2 separate regions of the Oryctolagus cuniculus genome follow, and region 2 is linked to region 1. Evidence: chromatin contacts called from public Micro-C data. All regions are on one chromosome and are shown on one strand. The core of a region is the stretch at or near the end of the contact, and the rest is flanking DNA. Distances in the headings are between cores, read along the strand shown. Region 1 holds the start of ZEB2 (zinc finger E-box binding homeobox 2). Region 2 holds the start of GTDC1 (glycosyltransferase like domain containing 1).

Region 1 (6,430 bases), core at 1,392-3,891:
CTAGCTGCGCGCTCAGCCCTCACAGGGACCCTTCTCGTGCCATGATCCAAGGGTCCACCTGGATGGAAACCTGAACTATTGGTGTCCCTTCCCTTGTTTAAACCCCATCAAATATTTGTGTATCGGAACTCCCTGTGTTAAATGTTGGGGGCTGCCTCCTGCCACTCCAACGATTACTGAGCCCGGGGTAATCAGATGATTAGGTGCTTTTAATGGTCTTTTTTTTTTTTTAATGTCAGATCCTAAGTAACCTGACATTTAATATACATAATAAAGACAAGTGTTTTGTTAGCTATTCGATTGGATCCTTTGACCTGAGGTGATGCTTCTGTGTATCTGGGCTGTAGGCTTCCAGTAGCTACCTGGGCTCCTGGAGGGGAGCTTTGCCTGAACTGTGGGCAATGGGCTCCTGCTTTCTCCAGCACTGGAGTAGGGCAGCTGAGAAGCAAACTTCCAGAGAAATCCAGATTCCAATTTTCTAAATAAAAAATGAGAGAGAGAGGAGGAGGAAGATATTCACAGTGGTGATAAATCTCAGAGGAGGAACTTGATAAGTCATAGGTATATTTAGTTTAGATATATAATGGCAAGATAAATGTAAAATATAAAATTAAGAATGTATCTGACCCATGTTGGAAATCTTTTTCTTGACTACTAAATTGTTTTTAGACTGCGGATCTTGAATATTCCTCTTTTGTAGGAAATACTTTATCTGTTATGGGGATGGGAAGAGACTCATTTATCCAACTATTCTCTTTGTAATAGACTCAAATTGGGAAAGAGGTGAGCCTGAGAAAATTGACTTTTTTGCAACCTGGAACAAGCTCTAACTGTGGTCATGCTGGGTGGTTATTACTCTCCCCCCTCCCCATACACACCCCACACACGCACTCAATAAATAAATATACGGAATACAAAACATACAACATACAAAATACCTCTGGGAGTGTGGATGTGGCAACCCATGTGGTGGCTTTTCCCTCTTTTGAGTGCAATTGCTAGTGACTCTTGCATTCAAAGTCTTGCTTTAGGCACACATTCAAAGCACAGTTCAAAGCAGTTTATCTTAATATAAGTAAAAGTCTAGTGTTGGATCAGGGTATTATTTGTTTCAGATTTCATCAGACTGAAAACAGAGGGCTGTAACATATTGAACAGTATTAACAGCGGAAAAATTGGTGTGAGACAGCTCTGTGTGCTCTTCCCACCTTCACCTTACTTTTCTAAGGAAGCCCAAAATATGTGGGATTGGAAGTTTATTTGTGCTTTGAGGTTCTAAAGTACTTTCACTCTTAAAAAAAAAAAAAAAAAAAAGCCTCCCAGGACTTTAAGAAATTGAGCCTGAACCATCGGAGGCTAAGAGATTTCTTCCTTTTCCGATAAATGCTTGTGTGCAGCATCCTCAAATTTGGCTGTCTTTATTTACTTCTATATTAGTTCCAATTATGTGCAGTGTAAACCAGCTTTTTGATGAACAAAACAGCAGAGCATTGGTTAAGAACACTTAAACTTCAAAAAAAAAATTCCCCTGGGAAGTGGGCTCTGAATTGGTTAATAATGTGCAGTACTTGCTAAATTGCTGACTTCCAGATGTGGAAAATATCTTTCTTGTTTAGGACCTATGTAACCTGATTGGATTACGACAGAAGCGTCACGTTGGAAGCTTTTGAGTGATTATTTAATTAACCATACAGTAGAAAGCTGTATTCTCCAGGAAATCCCTTCCATATTTGCATAACCAATCCCTTCAGAGCAAAGGTGGAGTCTTTTCTTTTTAATTTTACTTTAATTGCAATATCAAAAAAAAGTACTCCAAAACTCAGACCCCATGTCGTTTAATATCCCGCTCTCCCTTCCCTGCTAAGTTCCTCTATGGCCTTTCTCTTTTTCCTCCTTCCTCCCTACACACACTCTCTCACTTTGTAGTAAGGTCTCGGTGAGATGTAGAGAGACTCAAAGATCAGTCAACCCAGTGCTCTATGTTAATTTACTTAGAGACCCTTCATTAAAATGCCAAACTACTTTTAAATATTGGGTTCCAATCCCAATCACACACACACATACACACACACACCCCCTAAGATTCAGTTCACATACAGCATTTCTCCCCCTAGCTCTGGCTTTTTTTTTTTTTTTTTTTTTTTAATTTAAGAGAAAGGATAAAGCCGTGCTAAGATACTCATGCTATTAGATGTGCATCTCAAATCTGGTCACTTAAGCTATCTGCACAAGAAGAGGCAATATAGATTGAGGACCCGGGATCTTTCCCTTTAACTTTCGCCCCTCGGAGTTCTCCAGTTCTGTGAATGGTGTGCACCGTTTTCCGCCCTGTACTCTGTAGGATTTAGTGATGAGGATAATGATGCCAAAGGCTGGGGGGGGGGGGGGGGGCGTGGAGAAGGGAGGGAGGGAGGGAGGGAGGCGAGAGGGAGGGAGAGAGGAAGGGAGGGAGGTGGAATTTCATTTCTTCCACTAAAGCGTTTGCGGAGACTTCAAGGTATAATCTATCCCAGATCCTTTCCCAGAGAGAAACTTGGCGATCACGTTTTCACATGATGCTCACGCTCAGGGCGCTTCAATTATCCCTCCCCACAAAGATAGGTGGCGCGTGTTTCAGGGTCTCTCCTCTCTCTCCTACAGAAAAGAAAAAGAAAAAAATGTCATTAGAAGAGGCGTAACACGTCAGTCCGTCCCCAGGTTTGTGTTTCCTGGAGTGGCCGAAAGAGATCAGTTCTAACCTGCTCCGCAGGAATAACGGTCCTGCCTCCCGACACTCTTGGCGAGGTTTTGTGCAGTTTACTCCGGGAGCTGTTTCTTCGCTTCCACCTTTTTCTCCCCCACACTTCGCGGCTTCTTCATGCTTTTTCTTCTCACCATTTCTGGCCAAAACTACAAACAAGACTTCGCAGGTAGGTTTTTTTCCCCTCCTTTTTTCCCCTCTTTTTATCCTTTTTTTGGTGTGCTCGTCACCCATCCTCCTTTCTAATGCTCTCATTTTGAGTGGGGATGTGAGTGTGAAGTGAGAGGGGTGTCTGTGGGTAGGAATTTCAGGTGGGTGAAGTCTTTTATGGCGTGCTTTTCCCAAGAGTGGCTTCCTCGCTTTTTCTCTCACACTCTCGCTCAGTCTCCTTCCTTTTCTCTCCTTTTTGTCCCCCGCCCAAAATAATTTGCCCTGTACCTGTCCATTCAGGTAACCAAAGGTGCCTTTTGCTACCCTGCCTAGGAAAAGTTTTTTTGGGGAACTGTATGGCTGAAATAAAAACTCGTCCAAGGGAAAGCTTCTGCTGTATTTTTGCATCTACTTCCAAATCATTATAGTCAGTAATTAAAACTTGGCAAATACCTGTTAATAATTACAAAACTTGATCGATGCAAACCTACCAAATTTCGGGGGCCAGTCTTGCTGTTAGACATGGCAGTGCTGCCTCTCCCACCGGGGAAGGCTGTTTTCTAAGCAGAAAGTTGCCTGTTTTTGTCTGCTTAGCGAGTTTCATTTCTTTATTTCATTCTGTGTGTGTGTATGTGTGTGAAGTAACACCTCACTTCTGTGATAATAAATAAAGAAGTGAAAGTCCTCATGGAACTTGAGTCCTTTACCAAAGTGGAAGGGGGGGGCTCACTACAGCTGGGAAGAAAAGTACTTCAGGATATCTGGGTTTTAAATAAGCCTAACTTTTGAAATTGTATTTTAAATGGCAAAGTCTCATAGCCATAGATTTAATAGGAGACACACATACACACATATATCCCATTCTACACTTTGGCACTGGAAAGTCGAGGGAGAGATAGCAGGAGTTCCCAGGAAGAGTGGTGAGCCCTGCGAACATGAATGTGTTTATCTTCCACCTTCTCATATATTTTACATGCTCCTCCTGTAATGAGGAGGGCACGATTGCTAACTCCAGAGTTAGGAATAACAGGCAAAGATAAAGTTTATAGCACAAATGCCCTGTCTCTCCCTCACACACCCATGCTCATAAAGCTAACAACTTACTTTATTAAACATGTATTTATATTCAATCGCGTGTAAGTCTCAGCATGAATACAGACAGGCCAGCTGCTTGGTCCCAGACACTTGTGTGACCATTTCTTTATTTCAGGATTCCTCTCCCCCACCCTCACCCCAATTTCAACTCAACAGGACAGGCAAGAAATGATAAAATGTGTCAAACTTCAATGAAACGTCTCCTACTGTATATGCTTAGGTAAATTTAAGGTGCTTTCTGAAACATCCACTTCCCCTTCTCTCCGCACCCCCCCTCCCCTCTCAGCAAACGTGTGGAAACTGATACTCACTTTCCAGGTTTTCCGCAAAGCTGCTCGCACAGGAGACAATAGGTGCGGGGCGTGGGGACCGAGTGTGCTCGGCAGAGAAAGGGTTAATGGCCCTTGTGTTACAGTTTGCATCTGTTACATCTTTTATAGCCCCCTGTTTAAACTAATCCTGGAGGCACAGCATCTTCCCAACCTCCACCGAGTTTCAGGATTCTCCTCCTCTGCTGCCTGCCTCCGAGTCCCCTTTCTCCAAGTTTTGACAGTTTCAGCTGAAAACATGCAGCGCCTCTCTCGATTTTTAGGTACAAAAGTTTCGAAGCCAGAAAGGATACGATCATTTAGGACAGCTTAAAAGTCTTGCCGTGCTGGTTGGACTTTCTCTTTCCTTTCTTGGGGGGGGGGGGGGGGGAGAAAAAGCAACATTTCTGCTGGAACTATTTATGGGAACCAGCGTGGGGGAGTATGTGTGCGAGTGAGGTGGGGGCAAATACTTAAGCAAATATTGTCAAAGTGGCGGGGTGGGGGGGGGAGGGACGGTGTCCAAAGAGGCTTATAATTATATTTCTTATTGCGGCGGAGAATGGGAAATCTTAATTTGGGGGCAGAGGGCTGGGGGAGGAAGAGACGGTGCCTCGCTGAACTCTGAGAGGAGAGGGAAGGGGAGGGGGCGCGGGGCGAGTGGGCTTCCTATAATTACTATTATCAATTTGCCCGAGTGTTCTTCATCCAGGGGCTGTTTCGCGTTGTTTGTTTGTTTCTTTCTTTCCTCTCGGGAAATGGGGCGGCGGGGGGCGGGGGGGTGGCGGTGGCGGTGGCGGTGGCGGTGGTGGCGGCGGTGGCGGTGGTGGTGGTGGCGGTGGGAGAGAATGAGGAAAGATGAGAGCGAAAGAAAGCCTCGCCTCACCCCAAGTTCCCGAGCCGGGCTGAGCACTTTTCGGAGCAAAGGGTCCGCCTAGCCCTGGGTCGGGCAGTCTTACTGTACCGCCGTGTGCATTCCCTCATACGGTCAGGAGTTATGACTCATTTCGAAGATGTAATTCTTGTCTCTGTGATCCCCTCGCGGGTGCAACACACCAAACAGTAACAAACACAAAGCGCCGCAGGGCCACGGCTGGGGGCGGGGGGCGGGGAGGGGGCCGCCGAAGTTTCGCTTTGGCGTTGGGGGGCGCGGATGGGTGCTCGCCGGGGCCCTGGCCCGGCTCCCCGGGGCGGCCCGCGCGCGTTTCAATGGGCGCGGGCGATGCCCACATTGTCGCTGTGTTTGGTTGCTAGATCGAGCCTGCGTGCTGCCGAAGCAGGGCGCCGAGTCCATGCGAACTGCCATCTGATCCGCTCTTATCAATGAAGCAGCCGATCATGGCGGATGGCCCCCGGTGCAAGAGGCGCAAACAAGCCAATCCCAGGAGGAAAAACGGTAAGAAGCGGCCCGAACCAAACTTTTCCGGGCCACTCCGCGGCTCCAGACCCAGGGAGAAGGAGGGGGAAAGGGAAAAGGAACCGAGGCGGCGGCGGCGGCGGCGGCTGCGCCCGGGGCTCGCGGGCGAGCCTCCCTCCGCGGCCGGCGCCGGAGCCCGGCGCGCGCGCGCGGCGGCCGGACCCGGGGGGAGTTGGGGAAGTGCGGGGCAAAGTGAGCGTCGGGCGCCCGGGGGGCTCCGAGCGCCGGGGTCCGGCCGCAGTCCCGCGCCCCCAGCCCCGCGCCCCTTCGCGCTCCCGCCTCCGCCCTCCCTCCGCCTCCGCCTCCCGCTCCGCTCGCGCTCGGCCGGCCCGCTGGGTCCCCGGCCCGGCTGCGGGAGTGTCCGGCGAGGGCAGGGCGGGGGCTTGGGCGCCAGGTCGCGCAGGATCCCGGGGCGGAGGCGAGGGTGGCAGCGGGACCGCAAGGGCGGAAGAGAGGACCCGGGGCTTCGTCTTAGTGAGGCTTAAAGTTTCTTGCCGGAGTCGCCCGGCCGCCTCTCCGTGCGCCAAGTAACGGTCCGCGGGCAGCGGGGCCCGGTCCGGCGCGCCCGGACCCCAGGGTGGGGTGGGAGGGACTCGGCCGGCCCTGCTCGGGGTCCGGGGTCGGTGCGGGTCGGGCACGGTGTGGGGGGGGCTCCTCTCCCGCAGGCGCTGGTCCCCGCGCTGGGGGCTGGGGGAGTCGCAGGGCGCTGCGAGACTTTTT
Region 2 (6,921 bases), core at 1,440-3,939, 210 kb after region 1:
TGCTTTGGTATTAGAATACATTTCTTGGGCTCAAATTCAGGCCCCGCATCAATGGCTCTACTATGTCTCTTTAGCTTGGTTTGCTATGGTTCTAAAATGAATCTGCTTTCTTACTTCAGCTGATCTAACTTTCCCCAATTTTTTGGTACACTCTTTTTCTTTTTTGTGTCTTTCTTGAAGCAATTTCCTTTACTTTCTCCCCCTTGCAATCCAACCCACATTATAAATTTCCTTTTTTGTCTTTTTTTGTTCTTAACAAAGTCTTCCCTTCACATGTGTAGACTGTTCTCCAGCTTAAATGTTGGAATTTGTAATTGAGTCCTTCACTATTAATGTTGACATCATTTTACTTTTTTTTTTTTTAAGATTCATTTATTTGTTTGAAAGGCAAGGTTACAGAGAGACAGAGGCAGAGACCGAGAGAAAGGTCTTCCATCTGCTGGAATGGCTGCAATGCCTGGAGCTGGGCCCTTCTAAAGCTAGGAGCCAGGAACTTCTTTCAGGTCTCCCCCACGGGTGCAGGGGCCCAAACACTTGGGCCATCTTCCAGTACTTTCCAGGCCATAGCAGAGGGCTGGATCAGAAGTGGAGCAGGGGGCCCATGTGGGATGCCAACACTGCAGTCGGCAGCTTTACCTGCTACACCACAGAGCCGCTGGCCCCTCATTTTACTTCTCCTATTTCAATTCACCCATAACATTGCAATCTTAACAACAGGAGCTTTTTAACCCATACAAAAAAGCGGAGTCCTTGGCACTTTTGAAGATGAATGCACTTGGTAGCATTGTGGCACCAGAGACCAAACCAGAATTGCCTGGATCTTGTGTATGAAGCCTAACTGCGTGAGATTAAAGTTGTGCAACAGGAATCCTTGAACAAGTAGAATGAAATGTCCTCTGAAAGCAATACCTTGCTAGCTAATGCCAAGCTCAATTTTATAGATCAGTCAAACCATGTAGGCAAAGCTGCTAAGTCAAAGAATTCTGACGCTGAAGAGTTTACGTAAAGATTAACTCTAGCCACATGCTGGCAAGTACATGAAACTCTAGGTCTGAGTTTGAATCCCGGATTTGTTTCCAATTAAATTGAGTAATATTGAGTAGGCAACTTACCCTCTCTGGGCTTTAGATCTCTTTCAGTAAAACGGAAAGATTCCAACTGATGCTGAAGACTGGATACTTCAGTTACAAGAACGTATGATTCTATTTCTAAAGCAGAGAAACAGCCATTGCCTTTGGGGTTTCTCAGGTACTTGGTTCTACAGAATAGGATTCACTACTTTCCTGTGTAGTTGGAATTCTCACTCTCAGCCTTTTTGGCGTTCTCTCTTTTTTGTTTCCCAATTTGTGTGAAAGTGGGTGGACAGATGGTTGATTAGGCTTTCACATGCTTGTAACACTGTTGTTTGATTCAACAATGGTTTTCAACTTTGAGGGTCCACATAGAGTGTGGATTTTATTTAGAATGGAAGATAGCTTTATGTGTTCAATTTAAGGGTAATAATGTTTATTCACATAACTTAGAGCAACTTGTGGATGTTAACTCCAAAGGCCTAATCAGTTTCCTTTATTTTGGTGTGCTTAACTCATTTCCACAACACAGACTAATTCTTCCATCTTGCAGTTTTAAAGATGAAGTTGCCGAATAAACCAAACATCCAGTGACAACCGCGTGTTTTGCCTGTGACTGAATCATTTAACCCACAACTTCCTTCCAAAGACAAAATCCTTTAATTCAGAGTAACAGAAATTTAGAGGAAGGGACAAATACCTCATTTACCAAGCACACAAGAGACCTAAAGGCTCCTCATACTTTTTCTACTGACTGTGTATTTTATGAATAATAGAGCTGACTAAACGTGAGATAAGGTCGCACTGAAAAAAAAATTCAAAATTCGTGAATTATAAACCCCCACAGAAAATTCCATTCCGTAAAATCTAAGCGGTCATAATACATTATCACGTAAAGTGTATGAAAACCTGTGCAAGCCAAAAGATCATCAACACTGCAATCGCTTCGCGATTTTAACTGACCCAAGGTGACTCTACATGTTAAGTGCATTGCTGAATACGCAAACTATATTTGAAGTACACGGGACAGTCAGACCCCACAGGACGTGCCACATACAGGTAGAGGAGAGTGAGCCTGCCAACGAGGAGCCCACAGGGGTCCAGGGGAAGGGAAATGGGGACGCGCTGGCTAAGCAGGCGCCGAGGAGGTATGAGCTGCAGAGCAGTACAGGTGACGAGGAAGGAGTCGGGAACGCCCCGGAGCTCCGAGGTTGCAGCAGGCCGCGGAGAAGATCGACAGGCCAGCAGGGGCTGGCTGGAAAGCAGCGTGAGGAAAGCGGGGCCGACCTAGTGGGCAGCGTGGACCTTCCAGTACGAAAGGCTAGGCGCAACGCGGGCTCAGGACAGGACCAGAGGTGTAATGCGCAGAGTACGGAAAAGCTACAGCGGCGCACGTGGACGCCGGGAGAGGAGGGGAAAGAGCGCGCGAGCAGGCGGGGAGCCAAAGCGAGGCCTGCGGGTAGCGGGCAGGTACGACCGGACAGGGCCCGCGGAACCCAACAGCGCGCACCGCCCAGTCAGGCGCGACCGCAGCGTCAGGGACCCACAGCGCCCGCCGAGCGAGGGCCTCGCAGGAGGCGGGGCCTCAGCACGCAGGCGGGCCGAGGGGCGGGGCCTGTGCCTGACGCGCCCGGAGGCCGAGGCGGCCGCGGGCCGGGAGGGGCGGCGGCATCGGTGGCGGCCGCGGGGGAGGGGCCCGGCGTCAGCGCGTCGCCGGCTGGGCCGCGCCGGTGGCCAGGAGGGAGAGACAAGGAGGAGGAGGAGGAGGAGGAGGTGAGTAGGCTCCGGGCTGGGGAGCCGCGCAGGCCGGCAGGGAGGCGGGGAGCGCAGCCCCTCCCCTCCCCGCCGCCCGCCTCGCGGGGCCGCGCGGCGCGGAGTTCCCAGTGGGGCAGCAGCGGCGGCGGCGGCGGCGGCGGCGCGAGAAGTGGGGGTTGGGGGCTGGGAGCTGGGGGTGGGGGGCGGAGCTGAGGGCCGCGCGCTTCCCGGGCGCACGCGCCGCGCTCCCGGCGCCGCCGTCCGCCCGGTTGTCTGAGCGCGGTAGCCAGGCCTGTGCGTTCCGTGTTCTCTGTGCGAACCGGCCACGTCCTAATTTGTTCTCCTCGGCGTCCACCCGTGGTGCTGCCGGCTTCCCGCGGGCCGGCGCACTGCTTCCTCCTCGCTGGGCCTGCGAGGGTGGCGGGGGGCGCGTCGCCGTTTGGCGGCGCGGAGCGGGGGAGGGCTCGCTGTGGGGCCCGAGTAGGCGGAGGGGTCTCCTCGTCGGCCGCTGGGCCCCTTGCGAAGCGAGCCGGGCTCCCTGCTGAAGCAGACCTTGTCGCCTGGCCCCGCTGTCACCCTCACTCGGGGGTTGCTGCCCAGCGCCCACCCCCCTCTGTCCGCACAGCATGGAGGTCTCCCTGTGTCCCCCTCCCTCGATCCTTGCCTGAGGTTTCAGCACTTGGGTGTTTCCCTTGGCAGCTAGCTGTTCGGGGAGGAAAGGTTTTCTGACTATGAGTCTTGTGACTCCAGCAGTGTCCCCAGCTAAGTTGCAGTGAGACATGCATTTCAGCTTTAGCACAACTTTGAGGCTTCGGAGGGAACCGTGTTGCATTAGATTATCTTTGAGATCATTTTTAAGTTGGGGCCTCGGGGCCGCGTGAAGCGGGGCTTCACAGTTTTTCTCCACCTGTAGCACAGTTTGAAGTGGAAAACGTGCGTTGACGGCGATTTTCCGCACCAGGTGGATTTCAGTATGCAGCCCGCGTGTGTCCTGGCTCGCCTGGGTTTACTTGCTGCTATTCCTGAAGTTGATTTGAAAGCTTAACAGAGTGGTCAGGTAAAGAAACTGCAGAGATCAGTGGAGCCATTTTATTGGCTTCTGTTAACCCGTTTAACCCTATGCTGTAAGCATGACAGGTTCTGTAGGAACCCACATACCAAGTGCAGTATTGAATTTTAATTAGTACATTCTAGGTTTGTCTTGGAATAAACTCTCTCCCACTTTCCTTTTGTTCCATATTTTCCTTAGGGTCCCTGCTGCATTTAATGAAAAAGTTTATTCAGGGTTGGAGTACGTTTTGAAACATGAAACCAACTTTGACGAACTTGAAAGCAATGAGTATGTAAAATCTGAACTATCATGAGGTAGGAAGCAGTGCATTTTGTAGCAGTACCAGTTTGAGAAACTAAGATTGTTTCTTTACTCCTGTTTCGAACTCCTGTGGACATTTTAATCTGGTGAACTAGGGAAGCACAGAATTTTTTGTATGTAAGGCACCTTAGGAGTGTAATCCTATCCCATTGTTTTACAGAAAATTTAAGAACCAAAGGCAGTTTTTGGGAGAGATTTAGCAGCAGTTGAATAGAAACAGTTGCTTTAATTAACTAACAGTTTAGCTAGTTAATTCAGATACGCTCAATGGATATTCTTGTACTGTAGCTTGATTATGATATCTTGAAACTAATTACTGTTTTTTTTTTTTGCTTATATAAGTATATAGTTTGTGATTGAGACCCATTCCATTCATTAATAATGATACAAATTATATTTAGGAGTTATTTACATTCTGTCAGTTGAAACAAACGTTACTTCCTTAGTTTTGTTTGAATTTAGTAGTTATTTTCACTTATTTATTCATATTCTTGATTAAGATAGTCTGTATCCCTCCCTGGTGATTGGTATTTAAAAGCTCTTAGACTTAAGGTATATATAACCTGAATATTAGAAAGGGAGATCCTGTGCACTCGTAATGATTGAATTCCCACATCACCAACATCACTTTTTTTGGTGGGCCTCAAATGCAGGAGTCATGTAGTCTGAGTCTGCTTGGGGTGGAGTGAATTTTTTATATCTCCCATGGCATGATGTTTAATATAGTGTAAATGCTTGTGGCATTGTTGGACTTAATGAAATTTATCAAGGTAGTGGAGTGCTTGGAAGCCCTAATCAAAGTACCTCATTTCCTTTTGTGTGTTGAATCAGATAACTCTGTTAGAATGAGTTACAACATTGAGAGAGATAATGTGGAACCAAATATTGAAGACAAATTGGGAGGAGAAACTTAACATTGATAATTTTGTCCTTAAAATATTAGTCACTGTGAAACTGGAAGTGGACATTATTTAAATTTAGTTATGGAACACCTCAGTTGAGTTAGAAAATGGCAGTTTCCACTGGGGCAAAATTTGCCAAACATGAATTAACTGGTGCTCTAATTGTTACTGCTGGCCAAGTTCTAAAGCCTTGGTTTCACTTTACAGGGATATATTTTTCAGCATATAGACCTTTAAAAGGAACACAACTTTTGAAGTTCAGACTGCTTTGGCAAGCTATTCTGAATTGATATTTTAAGCACTTTTAGGTTCTGTTTGTTATGTTGAGCTTCATGTTGGCAAGAGAGAAAAACCCTGCATCTTTTTCTCTTAGGAATATTCTTTTTTTCTAATAAAAAATTAGTTTTAATGTGCAACAATTTTTTAACATTTTGCCACATTCACTTCATAGGTAGATAGTATATGCATACACATATATTCTATTTCTCGAAAACAAGGATAGTCCTATCCCAAAATGTGGGATTCATGACAGTGATCATAATGTGGGGAGAGAAGGGTATATTGTCATGTACGTGGAATAATTCAGTGAAACAATATTTATAACTGTGTATCAAATAATATATCTACACGACTTTTATACTCTGTTACATTAACTTACCTAAGAGAAAATGTGATGTTTGGCTGATTTCACTTTGTGTAATCTCCAATTCCATACATTTTGTTACAGATATCAAGATTTCATTTTTTCTTTTTTTTTTTTAAGATTTATTTATTTATTTGAAAGGCATAGTTACTGAGAGGCAGAGCGAGAGGGAGAGATATCTTCCATCTGCTGTATCACTCCCCAAATGGCTGCAACAGCTGGAGCTGGGCCAATCTGAAACTAAGAGCCAGGAGCTTCTTCTGGGTCTCCCACATGGATGCAAGGGTCCAAGGACTTGGACCATCCTCTGCTGCTTCTCCAGGTGCATTAGCAGGGGGCTGGATTGGAAGTGGAGCAGCCGGGACTTGAACTGACACCTATATGGGATGCTGTTACTGCAGGCAGTGGCTTTTTCACCCACTACTCCATAGCCCTGGCCCTCATTTTTTATTTATGGCTGAGTAATATTCCATTACATATATATACTGTATTTTCTATTTTCTTTATCCAGTTATCAGTTGATGAGCATCTAGGTCAATTCCATATCTTTGCTATTGTGAACTAGGCTGTTATAAACATGATCATGTAGGTATCTCATATGCTGAATTCACTTCTTTTGAATATAGTACCAGGGGTAGGAATTAGGCATATTTCTTTTAAAGATTTATTCAAAATACAGTAGAGATGAATTTATTTATTTATTTTTTTAATTTGAGAGACAGGGAAACAGAACTCCCATCTGGTGGATCACTCCCCAGATGCCTGCAACAAGTGGGGCTGGTCCAGGAGGAAGCCAGGAACTCATTCCAGGCCTCTCCTGTGGGTGGGAGGATCCCAGTTACTTGAGCTGTTATTCCTGCCTCCCAGTCTTCATAGCAGGAAGCTGGAGAGGAGTTTTAAACCCTGGTGCTCCAGTGTGGGGTGCAGGTATCTTAACTAGTGTCTTAACTGCTAGTCTGAATGCTTGCCCCTGGTTTCTTCAGTAGACCAGAATAGTGTGTTTTATTTTTAAAAGACAGAAAATTTTTCAGGTGTTCCTTTTGTGAAGTAACACAGTTCTATCCTCTGAATGCCTTTGGTAAAATTTGGGCCTAGCGGATGGAAAACCCAATCGAGTGTTTTGGCAGAGGTGTATAGCTAATAGCCTTCACAGGGGCAATGTCATAGAATGCCAGCATT

What was found. Hi-C and Micro-C count contacts between places; a contact is called where the count stands out from the background.
Region 2: a Micro-C map of ear pinna shows a contact between it and region 1, with 7 times the contacts expected there. The contact joins the promoter of GTDC1 here to the promoter of ZEB2 in region 1. A contact is called at or near these places in 5 of 6 Hi-C or Micro-C datasets (ear pinna, embryonic fibroblasts, psoas muscle and 2 more).

What each region holds. Positions count from the first base shown.
Region 1 is chr3:97,908,574-97,915,003 of mOryCun1.1, forward strand. It overlaps ZEB2 (zinc finger E-box binding homeobox 2), which reads left to right and starts at 2,642. Exons shown (of 9, transcript XM_070070969.1): 1 at 2,642-2,909; 2 at 5,548-5,689. The coding sequence starts at 5,617. LOC108176842 (a long non-coding RNA gene) reads right to left here and starts at 4,467. Exons shown (of 3, transcript XR_011387303.1): 1 at 4,297-4,467; 2 at 2,739-2,889; 3 at 2,122-2,634.
Region 2 is chr3:98,118,543-98,125,463 of mOryCun1.1, forward strand. GTDC1 (glycosyltransferase like domain containing 1) reads left to right here and starts at 2,690. Exons shown (of 9, transcript XM_070070977.1): 1 at 2,690-2,843.